3 separate regions of the Mus musculus genome follow, and all the other regions are linked to region 1. A link is a contact called in public Hi-C data. All regions are on one chromosome and are shown on one strand. The core of a region is the stretch at or near the end of the contact, and the rest is flanking DNA. Distances in the headings are between cores, read along the strand shown.

The links. Hi-C and Micro-C count contacts between places; a contact is called where the count stands out from the background.
Region 2: a Hi-C map of the N1E-115 cell line shows a contact between it and region 1, with 4 times the contacts expected there. The contact joins two enhancer-like sites. A contact is called at or near these places in 4 of 484 Hi-C or Micro-C datasets (the N1E-115 cell line, Sertoli cells, cerebral cortex and 1 more) and 1 of 9 other capture datasets (embryonic stem cells).
Region 3: a Hi-C map of cerebellar granule neurons shows a contact between it and region 1, with 2.2 times the contacts expected there. The contact joins two enhancer-like sites. A contact is called at or near these places in 1 of 15 datasets of contacts at CTCF or cohesin (the NIH/3T3 cell line) and 5 of 484 Hi-C or Micro-C datasets (cerebellar granule neurons, liver, muscle stem cells and 1 more).

The regions. Positions count from the first base shown.
Region 1 is chr4:82,590,710-82,594,296 of GRCm38.p6, reverse strand. No RefSeq gene overlaps it. Among named protein-coding and RNA genes, the nearest start is that of Gm11267, 4.2 kb to the right of the region's middle. Within about 2 kb of position 1,751, at least 16 of the 459 cell types and tissues checked have an H3K27ac peak or open chromatin away from gene starts, as enhancers often do. A contact at or near this core is called in the N1E-115 cell line, cerebellar granule neurons and cerebral cortex, where this site is marked.
Region 2 is chr4:82,302,403-82,305,989 of GRCm38.p6, reverse strand. All of the region lies in intron 11 of Nfib (nuclear factor I/B), which reads left to right. Among named protein-coding and RNA genes, the nearest start is that of Nfib, 200 kb to the left of the region's middle. Within about 2 kb of position 1,604, at least 116 of the 459 cell types and tissues checked have an H3K27ac peak or open chromatin away from gene starts, as enhancers often do. A contact at or near this core is called in the N1E-115 cell line and cerebral cortex, where this site is marked.
Region 3 is chr4:82,323,290-82,326,876 of GRCm38.p6, reverse strand. It overlaps Nfib (nuclear factor I/B), which reads left to right. Exons shown (of 12, transcript NM_001113209.2): 9 at 3,167-3,332. Among named protein-coding and RNA genes, the nearest start is that of Nfib, 180 kb to the left of the region's middle. Within about 2 kb of position 1,701, at least 10 of the 459 cell types and tissues checked have an H3K27ac peak or open chromatin away from gene starts, as enhancers often do. A contact at or near this core is called in cerebellar granule neurons, where this site is marked.

The DNA.
Region 1 (3,587 bases), core at 502-3,001:
TTTGCTTGAAAAGAAGCCAGCTCTTGCCTCAGTTCATCTGCCCTTTTGTGAATTGCCACCAGCGTTCTGGTTTCTAACCCTTTCCCCTAGAGCTAAGGAACCAGCATGCACCTGGTCTATCTTCTTAAGTGTATCAAGGGGCAACATCATCAAAGGATTATGCCACTGCCTAACTTATCTTCATCTTCCCAGCCTCCAAAGTCCATTCCACCGCTGTTCCTGCCCTTGTCGCTGAACCATGCTATATACATTTTGAGTTTGTGATATGGCAATATTCCAGCTAGAGTTGGGGCAACTTTAGCTGCTACGAAGATAAACTCTGAAATCTCAACAGCATAATACCACAGGCTTATTTCTTAGTCCCTGAAATCTGATTAGTGAAGAGGCTCAGCTCCCTGCAGCCATCGAGGAACTAGGCTGATGAAAGCCATGCCATCCTCACCATGTGACTTCTAGCTTATACTGCAGTACCAGTCAGCTCATAGATGGAGGGGAAGAGATTATACGCTGGCTGCTGAGAGGTTTCCAAGGCTTAAACTTGGAAGTAGAATATGTTCCTTTGACCTATGACCTACTAAATAGCTTTCAGTAGAAGACAGAAGAATCAGTGTCCAAGAATAAAAGTATAGCTGGGTCCAAGAGGAAAAGAAAAATGATTGAGAAATGTTGAGTCTCATTTCTTAAATTTTCTGAATCTTCATCGTTGATAAAATACATTCTAAATTTTCCTGTGATAATTACAAATGGTTTTTATCTAAAGGGATTCATGATCTTGGTCCATCTATTTACAATGTTCGTCCTTAGGTGTTCCTTTTCTCTTAGGCTCACAGGCTGGAATAAGCCTCATGGAAACCTGTGGTTATCTCATTGCTTGGTAGAAATTTCCTTCTGAGACTGAATAGTGACATCTATTTGACAGAGAGATTTGCCTTTGTAATAAGACACTTTAGGTGACACTGAAATTACATGACAGTTTTAAAAGACAGCCAGCTATTACAAGGCAAAATGTTGAATCCTTTCCTCTCTGGAGGACAGGTCCTTTTATTGGTTTCATACTAATAAGAAAAAGTGTGATATGCAGAAAGCTGCCTACAATTTTGTTCTTATGTAGATGAGGTTAAAGAGTATGTGTCCAAGGCAATCTTTAGAAGGAGGGTGGGATGGGAAAGGGGAGGAGAGGGAAGAGAAGAGGGCAGAGCTATGGAGGAGGAAAAGAGGGAGGAGGAAGGGGAGAGAGAAGGGGATTTCTCTTTCTGGTCCAACTTAGATTTAGGTTAATTCTTTGAATTCTAAATGAGCCTACAATTTACAAAGTAGGGATGTTAGGCCTTCTCTCTCTCTCTCTCTCTCTCTCTCTCTCTCTCTCTCTCACACACACACACACACACACACACACACACACACAGTGCCCTACATCTTCCATCACTGGGAGCACTGCCACCTGGCAGGGGTAACGTTCACTGCCTGAAGAGGCTGGCTGGAAACCATCGCCTAGTTCTTAAAGAAACAAGGCTGTATTTTTAACAGAGCTTATCTCCCCTGCCCGAGAAGAGGGGCACCCTGTCTGCATTATATCATGGCCACAGATGCTGGGATCCCCAGAATGTACATCTGGGTGATTCCACACCTCCATTAAAAAGAGGACCTCAGACACGTGTATAAGAAAAAGACAAAGGGAATAATTCTGCTCAATGTAGAAATGGTCAGTCGATATACACCTCCTAAACAGTGCTAAGTAAGACAGAAGCTGTTACTTACAATGCTCCTGTCCAGACTGGGCTCCAGAGTCTTTCTGGCCTTAGCAATGTCTTTTGTTTAGGCACTGAAAAACTGTAAGTTGATAACCTTTTCTTATGGATGACATAAAGAATAACACAAAATGGAAGGGGAAAAGGAAGGGAAAAATAAAGGAAGGAAGGAAGGAAGGAAGGAAGGAAGGAAGGAAGGAAGGAAGGGATTTTCTAGCACGTTTTTGGCATCTAATGTTTTGTTCCAAGACTAATGTGCCATGCCATCTGCCAAGTTACCATGTCTTTATTAGGTTGCTATGGTATGTAAAGAGAAAAATGCTTTGTAAAGGGTCCGAGTGGTGTTTTTTTAGTTCCCTCTTCAACTTAATAAGCTTTTTTTTAAAAGGTGATAAAATTTTGTTAAAAATATTGCAACAATGCTACCCACTAATATTAGCACTGTATTTTACTTTATGGTTTTAATTTTTTTGGACCTAAAAATAATTCTGAGGTTTAGAATATTTTAGATTTGTAAGCTAGCAAATTAAAAAAAAACCCTCTATTATATCCTCAGAACTAGAGGGGGAGAAAGGGGCCCTTCTCACTCTCTTTGGATTGTGCGTGAACTGGGAATTCAGGACAGGAGCTCGGTGAAGGGAGATGTGGCACTTGTGAGCTTTTTTGACAGAAACTAATGATTGTCTCCTTGTGGTTTACTCATCTGACTATTTGACCTCTGCCTCTCTAACTGGGGCCTGAGGTAGCAAGTGGATCCAGCTTCATCCTGGTTGTAAATGTCCTTAAGGAGAGGGTATGTATGGTTTTATGCTTCTCTTCCTCTGCCTCTAAGCTTTCAAGTTTTATTTCTTCTCTGTATCTTACAAATGAAAATTTAAGGCTATGTCCAATGGCACATGCATATGTACATACACATACTTGAGAGAAACAGCAATGATCTGCAGTGTGTGTGTGTGTGTGTGTGTGTGTGTGTGTGTGTGAGAGAGAGAGAGAGAGAGAGAGAGAGAGACCTTCTATGTGAGAAGCCAAAGCCATCAACTGTCATCTCTGTTATTCACTGTCATACTTGCTTGATATAGGGTCTTTCATTGAACCTGGAACTAGGCTGGTAGACAGTAAGTACCAATGAGCCTTCCTTCTCTGCCCCTGACCGCACTGGGTTCCAGGTGCAGACAGCCACACCTGTCTTTGTATGTAGGGACTAGTGTCTGAGCCCCAGGCTGCCATGCCTGTGCAGCTGCAGCCACTGTCCTTGCTCACTGAGCCATCCCGCCAGCCTCAATAGACAGTTTTGACAGCACTTTGGAATTCATTGTAGCCAGAGGGTGGGAGAAAAGTTCTCTGGTCCACCTGTTCACTCTTATCAATGGGTAAAGACTACGAAAGATTTTTCTGGAAAAGAATTTCTATGATCCATGACCTAATACTCTCATTACAAACCTTAAAATGTCATCTTCCCTAGATAATTAAAATGATATGATACTGAACACTTCTGGAATGCTCAAATTATTTCTTGTCAATGCAAACCAGTATTTCTGGGTTCTGTTCAGATCTGCCGTGGGGAAGTCCCATTCCTAAGAACAACCAAGGGGATATAGAATACAGAACTACCAAGGGCATCTTGACCCCATAGGAAGAACAACAATATCAACTAACCAGACCCCCACCCCAGAGCTCCCAGGGACTAAACCACCAACCAAAAAGTATACATGGCTGGGTATACTGAAGTCTGTGGCTGCAGCTCCATATATAGCAGAGGATTGCCTTATCTGGCATCAAGGAAAGGGAGGGTCTTAGTCCTGTGGAGGCTTGATGCCCCAGCGTAGGGTGATGCTAGAG
Region 2 (3,587 bases), core at 355-2,854, 290 kb after region 1:
AGAGAGTTGCTTGATTTCCCAAGAGAAGTTTAGCAGCCAGTAAAGGTTATTTGGATCTGGCTGGTCAGGGGGAGGGCAAAGCAAAGGGGCAGCCGTGTGCATGGCATGCTCAGTAGTTATTGTGAAACACTGCTTTTCTTTATAAAATGTATGTTCTCTATCGAAAGACTAAAAACCAAAAACTTAAAGATAATTTTCAGTAGGTTGCAAACTGCATTCACACGTGTACGTTTATGTAGACAGGTAAGTGTCACATGCGATGCATGTATGTGGACAGTCCTGTTCCTATAGAATTAAGCTACTGTTTACTTCAGCATTATTTAGACTATCCTGGCATGTCTCCTAGGTTAGCATTTCCTGCTCAGGATTTCTTATCTTGACACAAAACTGCAGTCCGGGGCAGCTGGGTTGTTTCTGAAGTTCCTTGGGATGGTGGTGGTGGTGTGTGTGTGTGTGTTTGGGGGGCTGGGGGGAGGAGGGGAAGCTGGATTCCCATCTCTGAATCTTCTTTTCAGCTGTTGGCTCTAAAGTGTTCACATTTTTATACAGCATCCTGGGGCCCTAGCACCACTCCAGGACTAATAGAAATGCTGACAAGCTAGGTGGCATAGGTGAGTCCTTGGTTCAAGGCTGAGAATTATGAAATCTAAGGTTGCATCTGAGCAGGGTTTGGTACCAGGGCAGCTGCTGTTGTCATCCTTTGCTTTGAATAGTCTCGTGAAAGCAGTGACTTTCTGTCCTCATCAGCATCATTTGCACCTGTTGGGAGAGCAAAACTGAAGGCGGTAGTATTTTATTCAGATTATCCGAAATGGTTTTCACTCACTCGCTCACACACACACACACACACACACACACACACACACACACACACACACACAGTGTCTCTGTCTCTGATCTGGCTATTGGAAGCAGTGTTGAGACATCATTTTCGCCTACCTTTCTCCATTTATAAAGAGAGATTTGTCCAACTGGCCGTTTCCTTTTTATCTAGACAAACTCTTCAGAACACTTCCTAAGAAATTAATTGTATTCCAGCCAGACTTGCATGCTGCCATCCCACAGGAAATGGGTCAGCAATCCATTAAGATGCCATTAGATAATCTAATTTGGAACTTAATCTCTAAATTAACCATGCTCCATACTTGAAGCATACTTGAGAGAAAGAAAAAAAGTTTACGTTTGAATCGATAGGGGAGCCGAAGCGTGAAGAAGGCTGTTTGTTTTTTCTGTAGCTGTGGTCACGTCTCAAGCCGTCTGGTAACCAGGAGAAACCAGACATGATGTAATTCCAGATTGAACTTGAACTTCAGGGACTTAGCATGGGGGAACAATGGGCCATAGGAATCAATAATGTCCATTTTCCACATGATTATGTCTGGAGCTTTCCCGTCAACCCTTTTGGATGGACAGTGTGGCCAAAGCGAGATGATCCAGGGACAAGATGTTAGAGGAAAGAGAACAACTTTCTCCATGGTACTTTCAGAGCAGCGCTGCAGATTCCAGCGGGATTAGAAAAGTTCCCGCTCTGCAGTGAAGTGGGAGCTCGTTCAGAGCACTCTTTGTTCGCCTAGGTAGGACAAACTTAATCTTCCGTTTCCTGTCAGATGGTTTTTGGCAGCAGAGCCAGAGAGGGAGGAGCAGGATTCAGAACATTCTCAAAATGCAAACCTTACTGGTTAACCCTTTTGCAGCTAAAGGAAGTGTGCTAAATGCTGACCTTGTTTGAAGATGGTTTATGCAAAGCACCGTGTAAACACGCACACTCTCTGCTGAGGAAGTCAGCTCCATTGCGGCCCACACACCATCACTTCATTGTTGTGATCAAGGAGCTGGAACTAGGTGTACTGTGAATCAGGTCATATTTAAATAATAGAGCCTAGAAATGAATGTATTTTTATAGGAAATGCTACAGCAGTAAAGACAAAAGCCTGTTGAATTTCCACATGGGGAATAATAATATTTATGTTGCATATCAGAAAGTGTAGAAATAGAGTTTCCTCTCCTATTTTCTTCGTTCTGGGAGCTCTCTGCATATGTGAACACAGTGAAAGGGCCAATGTCATAAATATAATTGTTAACTCCTTGACATCTTACTCTTCAGAAATCTGGTATAAACAAGTCCTCTTCTTTAGAAGCAAAACTGTAAAAATAATACTAGTATTTGCTTTTAAGAAAAATCATTTGTGAAAGAGTCTCCTGGCTTTTATACAAACTCACATTTCTCTTTCATTTAGTATGCCTTTGGGGAGCCTTTCTGTGAAAAGCACTATTTTGGAGAACCGGAGTTTTTTTTTTTTTGGTAGGGAAATGTCTGTAGTTGAAGAATCACTTATGCAAATAAGAGGAGCAGTAACCCTTGTAACAATAGCATTGAAAAGAAGCCCAGGGGTGGAGAGGAATACAGACTAGAGAAAGGCTGGAAATCAACATGTGGGCTTCCCTGTGGCATGGTCTGGGAGGAGTAAATGACTACAGTTGGCCTGTATGTTTTTATATTTTAATTGGCAATAACATCCGGTAGCTTCATAAGTGTGTGTGTCTGTGTGTGTGTGTGTGTGTGTGTGTGTGTGTGTGTATGCATGCACGGGTGTCTTGTAATTGATTTGTAGTTAACAACTTCATAATTTTCTATCATAGGTTTTTTAGCTCTAAAATATGAGCAAAATCAAATCTTTAAAAAATATGCTTAATTTCCTGATTGAGGGGAAGGATTGCCCTTTAAATCTTATTTACATTTGACTGTTGTAAGCAAGTAAGTTTTTGTGACTTTTGAAGTGCCTGGGTTCCCTTGTTGAAGGGCCTTCTAACATCATGTGTGGAAGGAAGCCTCTATAGTAAAAGCAAAGGGTAGCAATGATCTGGTTCCCTAGACAGCTGCGCTGTCCCCATGTGAAGTCACTATTGCGTGTCGTCTTTTGCAGATGCAGTACTTCACTGGTATATGATACCCCCTTTTTTTTTTAAATTTGGAAAATACTTTCACTAATGCGTGCTACAATGAACCCTTGATCCAGCGTCCCCCAGAAGCAAAGCCGTCTGAAACAATTGACTATAAACCAATGAGGTTTGACAGCCTCCCATTTGATGTTATTTTCAAAAGTGTGGCTCCCCAAGGATTAACAATAAAGAAGGCTATTTACCTACTTAGTTAAGAAATAAATACACTTCTCTTTCATTACTATGAAGTGCTATTGCTTGCAGTTAGATTCATTCTATGAGCCACCTGCAGTTTATGATATTTGGTGTTTCCCAGAGAGCCCACTGGGGCCCTTTGCAGAGCAGGTAAGAGCTAGCGAGGGGGCTTTCTGATGCAGACTATTACAAATAGTTATAATCATTAGAAATCATCTTGCATGCAAATAGGATCATTCATATGGCGATAATGATCATTAAAAATGGGAAAAATAAATCAAAGAAATCCAGGACCTCTATAAAGCATGTAGTATAATTCACTTTCACTCTGGCCCCTTGTAAAAGGGGGCTCAAAAGCAAATTACTGTCATACATCCACATCTGCACACACACAAAACAAAGGCACATATTATTTTCAGTTGGAAAGCAACTAACATTGGATAAATCAATTA
Region 3 (3,587 bases), core at 452-2,951, 270 kb after region 1:
AAAGAAAGAAAGAAAGAAAGAAAGAAAGAAAGAAAGAAAGAGAGAAAAAATGAAAGAAGAAAAAAAAACCTTGCTCATTTACAACAACTTTTACGACTTTGGGAAATCTATAGAACATTTTACTATACCACTGTTAAGCTGTACTAAGATTAGAGTATATGAGTATATGTGTATTAAATATAAAGCTCAGGGAAAAAACCTTTTTGTATTAGTTTGTTAAATAAAGCAGAATGATCCTTTCTGGATGCTTTGATTTTAAACATAAAATACTGCACCCCTTGTGTGGCTTAGAAAGTTACCTTTGCTTTTAGTTTTACTAATTAATTATAAAATCAAATATTAACATTTTGGAGTTAAACACATGTATTTGTGCCTTTAAAAAAAGTCCACATGACGTACTGATGATGAGACTGCAGACAATTAAGGAAGTGGGGGAAGACCTTGGGATGCCAGTTTAGAAACGAAATTTGCTCCCAGAGTATGGATTCAAAAGTCTGTTTCATAGTGTATTTTGCTAGACTCAGCTGGGAACAGTGCACACAAGGTCTGATTTTAATTTGTTTAGAATTTCCATGAATAACAAAGTCTAATTAAGACATCCATTAAAAGTCCTTAACGTTAATTCAGTGTGGAAAATCTTAGAGTTCCATTGGATTTTTTTTTTCTTAAACTGATGTCTTAATTAGGCACTGTTAGGGGGAAAATTATGCAAATTAAAATCAGGCCCTTAGTGTTACGCATTTCTTTAATTATTCAGTACTTGTTTTACATATATTTCGATTTCTGTATAAGTTAAGAGTGCATATTAGGTGATAATCTGCCTCTTTTGTCTCAGTTTTTTTCCTCTATGTTTTCAAAGTAAAGATGCAGCTTCTAGGAGAGCATCCTGCCCCCCTCTCTGTTGGAAGCCAACAGTTAGAAGAAAACCCGTGAGAGTTTGATATACTGGGAGAGACGATAACTAGGCTAGCCCACTGCTGGTGCTGTCCATCTTCAGATTGTAGCTTCACAGGTTTAAATGGGTGTGAACCTGAAGAGTGGAAGGTCCTTTGACCCTGGTGTTTTAGAGACGACTGCATGGGCTTAGGCACTCTTTGTCCCTTTTCTTACTTTTGGATGGGAGAGCACCTGTCTGTTCCTGTAGACAGAGTGTACCCTGCACAAACTTAGCATCAGTGATGGCGTGTGTTGAGATTCTAGCTATTTGACTTCTGTTTCAGGTAGGTATGGACTGTTTTGGTGAACAACATGCAGAAACACTTTTGCAGTTGATTGCATCACTCGTGCAAGAGAGAGAGGGACAGACAGAGGGAGAGGGAGAGGGAGAGGGAGAGGGAGAGAGAGAGAGAGAGAGAGTGAGAGAGAGAGAGAGAGAGAGAGAGAGAGAGAGAGAGAGCTTTCTTCTTTCCAAGGACATACACAAAGCAGTCATTTATAATTTTTATAATCTTCCCATAGCCAGAAGTTGATCTTGTCACAAAAATGGGTCTTTATAGTGAATGGCAGAATTTTTTTTTAAAAGAATGTTATACCCATTTTGATGGTTAATTTTAAACTTAAAGCCAGTTGATTTGTGTTTCGGGGTAAGACTGTTGCTCTGCCCCTTTCCAATGCTGGAAATGCAGTGTGAGCAACAGTTCTCAAACCCTGTCGTCAGCTGCTGCTTTTCAGGGCCATGCTGATCTGGACTCTTACGCAAGGAGATGCCTTCTCCTCCCAACAGCCATCTGGAGATTAATTCCATTAGTGCTGCACCAATTATAGTTAGACAGTCATGCTATTCAGTGGAATATTTTGAACAAGATATAATTCTCCCATAGGTTTCCACAGAGAAAAACTCCAGTTTATTTTCCCAACATAAAGTTAAATACTTAAGAGTGCCCATGATGAATTGTCAGGATATTCAGAGTTAATTTTTAAAAATAAAAAGGAAGAAGTAACCCCTCTGTAACCTGCCCAAACTCAATCCATACCTCTAAGTCAATATATTCAAGCGCTATTATCTATCTTTCTCTAAAGAAATAGTCAGTTATGGTGTTTATGTTGATATTTAGACATGTCGTGTTTCGTTGATTTCTTTATTTTGCAAAGTTGGGATTATAAAGAACATACACTTGGGGAGAATACGCGCCAGGAAATTGTTAGAAAGACCATGCAGTGAAGTGTGAGTATAAATAACACTGGCACTCTCTACCTGGAATAATATATTCCAGGCTTTCTAATGTACCCAAAATCAATGTTTTTGTCTCCTACCAAAAAAAAATTATTGAGTGGTTAAAATTCAAGTAATCATGTATTTAAATTGTGAAACTGGAGAGAGCATTTTCTTCATTAATTCCCACCAATGTCTATGTAACTCTTCGTGCCCAGCAAAGTGAGCCACAAAGGGCAGTGTGCATTCGATGCTCCTTGTGTCCACTTTGGGACATCAGAGACATTCCTTTGAGGATATTTTATTCTGAAGCATAATGCCTGACTTACTTTCACATTTTATAACTGAGTTTGCAACTGAAATCTTAGATGCTTTAAATTTCATTCTGTTTGCTTGCATCAGCAAATCATTGAAAGTAGACTGGACACCTTGGAGTCTAAATTACCTGAAATATATGTCCTGTAATACCTGTGTGCAAGAGAGAGGAAGCTGGAATTTTTACATGCATAGGAAATGACTGTACGTGATGGAAACTACATAGTGTTGGACATGTTTCCTATTTCTTGACGTTCTTGTGTCCCTTATTGTCCATCGTTCAGTAGGAGAACATTGTACCAAGAGGGAAACCGAGAAGGAGGAGCAGAACGTTGGATTGCTGGGTTCTTACTGCAGAGAATTCAGTAAGGAATTCCACTGTAGCTTTACCTCAGCACCAGGCTCCGTGTGTGTTTTCCAGCCTACTACATGAGAGGGTCAGGTCAACTGGACTCTTAGGGGTGCTGTAAAGAGGAAGTCACCTGTGCAAAGTGCAACGATGATCAAACCCTTCTTTAAGTACTGTGTGTGCTGCTGCTTACTATTAAACATTGATCAGCTCCCAGCGCAGGCCTGAGAGGGCCTGTATGGCGACTCTCTACCCTGTGCAGAATCCCCGAGTGTATACTGAGAGGAGTTGCTGGACAGGATGACTGTCTTTTGGATTGCTTCACCCGGCGTTCTGTTTTTGTTTTGTAGCCTAACAGCAGTGGTCAAGTAGTAGGGAAAGTGCCTGGCCATTTCACACCTGTCTTGGCACCCTCTCCCCATCCCAGTGCAGTGCGACCTGTGACCCTGACCATGACAGATACTAAACCCATCACTACATCCACTGAAGGTGAGGCAGCTTCACCTACAGCAACCAGTAAGTATTTCTGTAGGAAATGAGAAATGTCCATCGAAGGCACCATTGGATATATGATCCAAGGTGGCAAACACAGGGACGTTCTGGCTACCTGACCAGATGGAGATTTCTCATTTAAGTGGAGCTAGCAGGCATGTATGTGGCCCAGCTGTCACATGCTCTCTCTTATCAAATTTCTATTAACACATCATATTTGACAGGAGAGAAGCATTGTTGTTTTTGAGTAACAGCTATAATAAAAGTGATAAACCCATG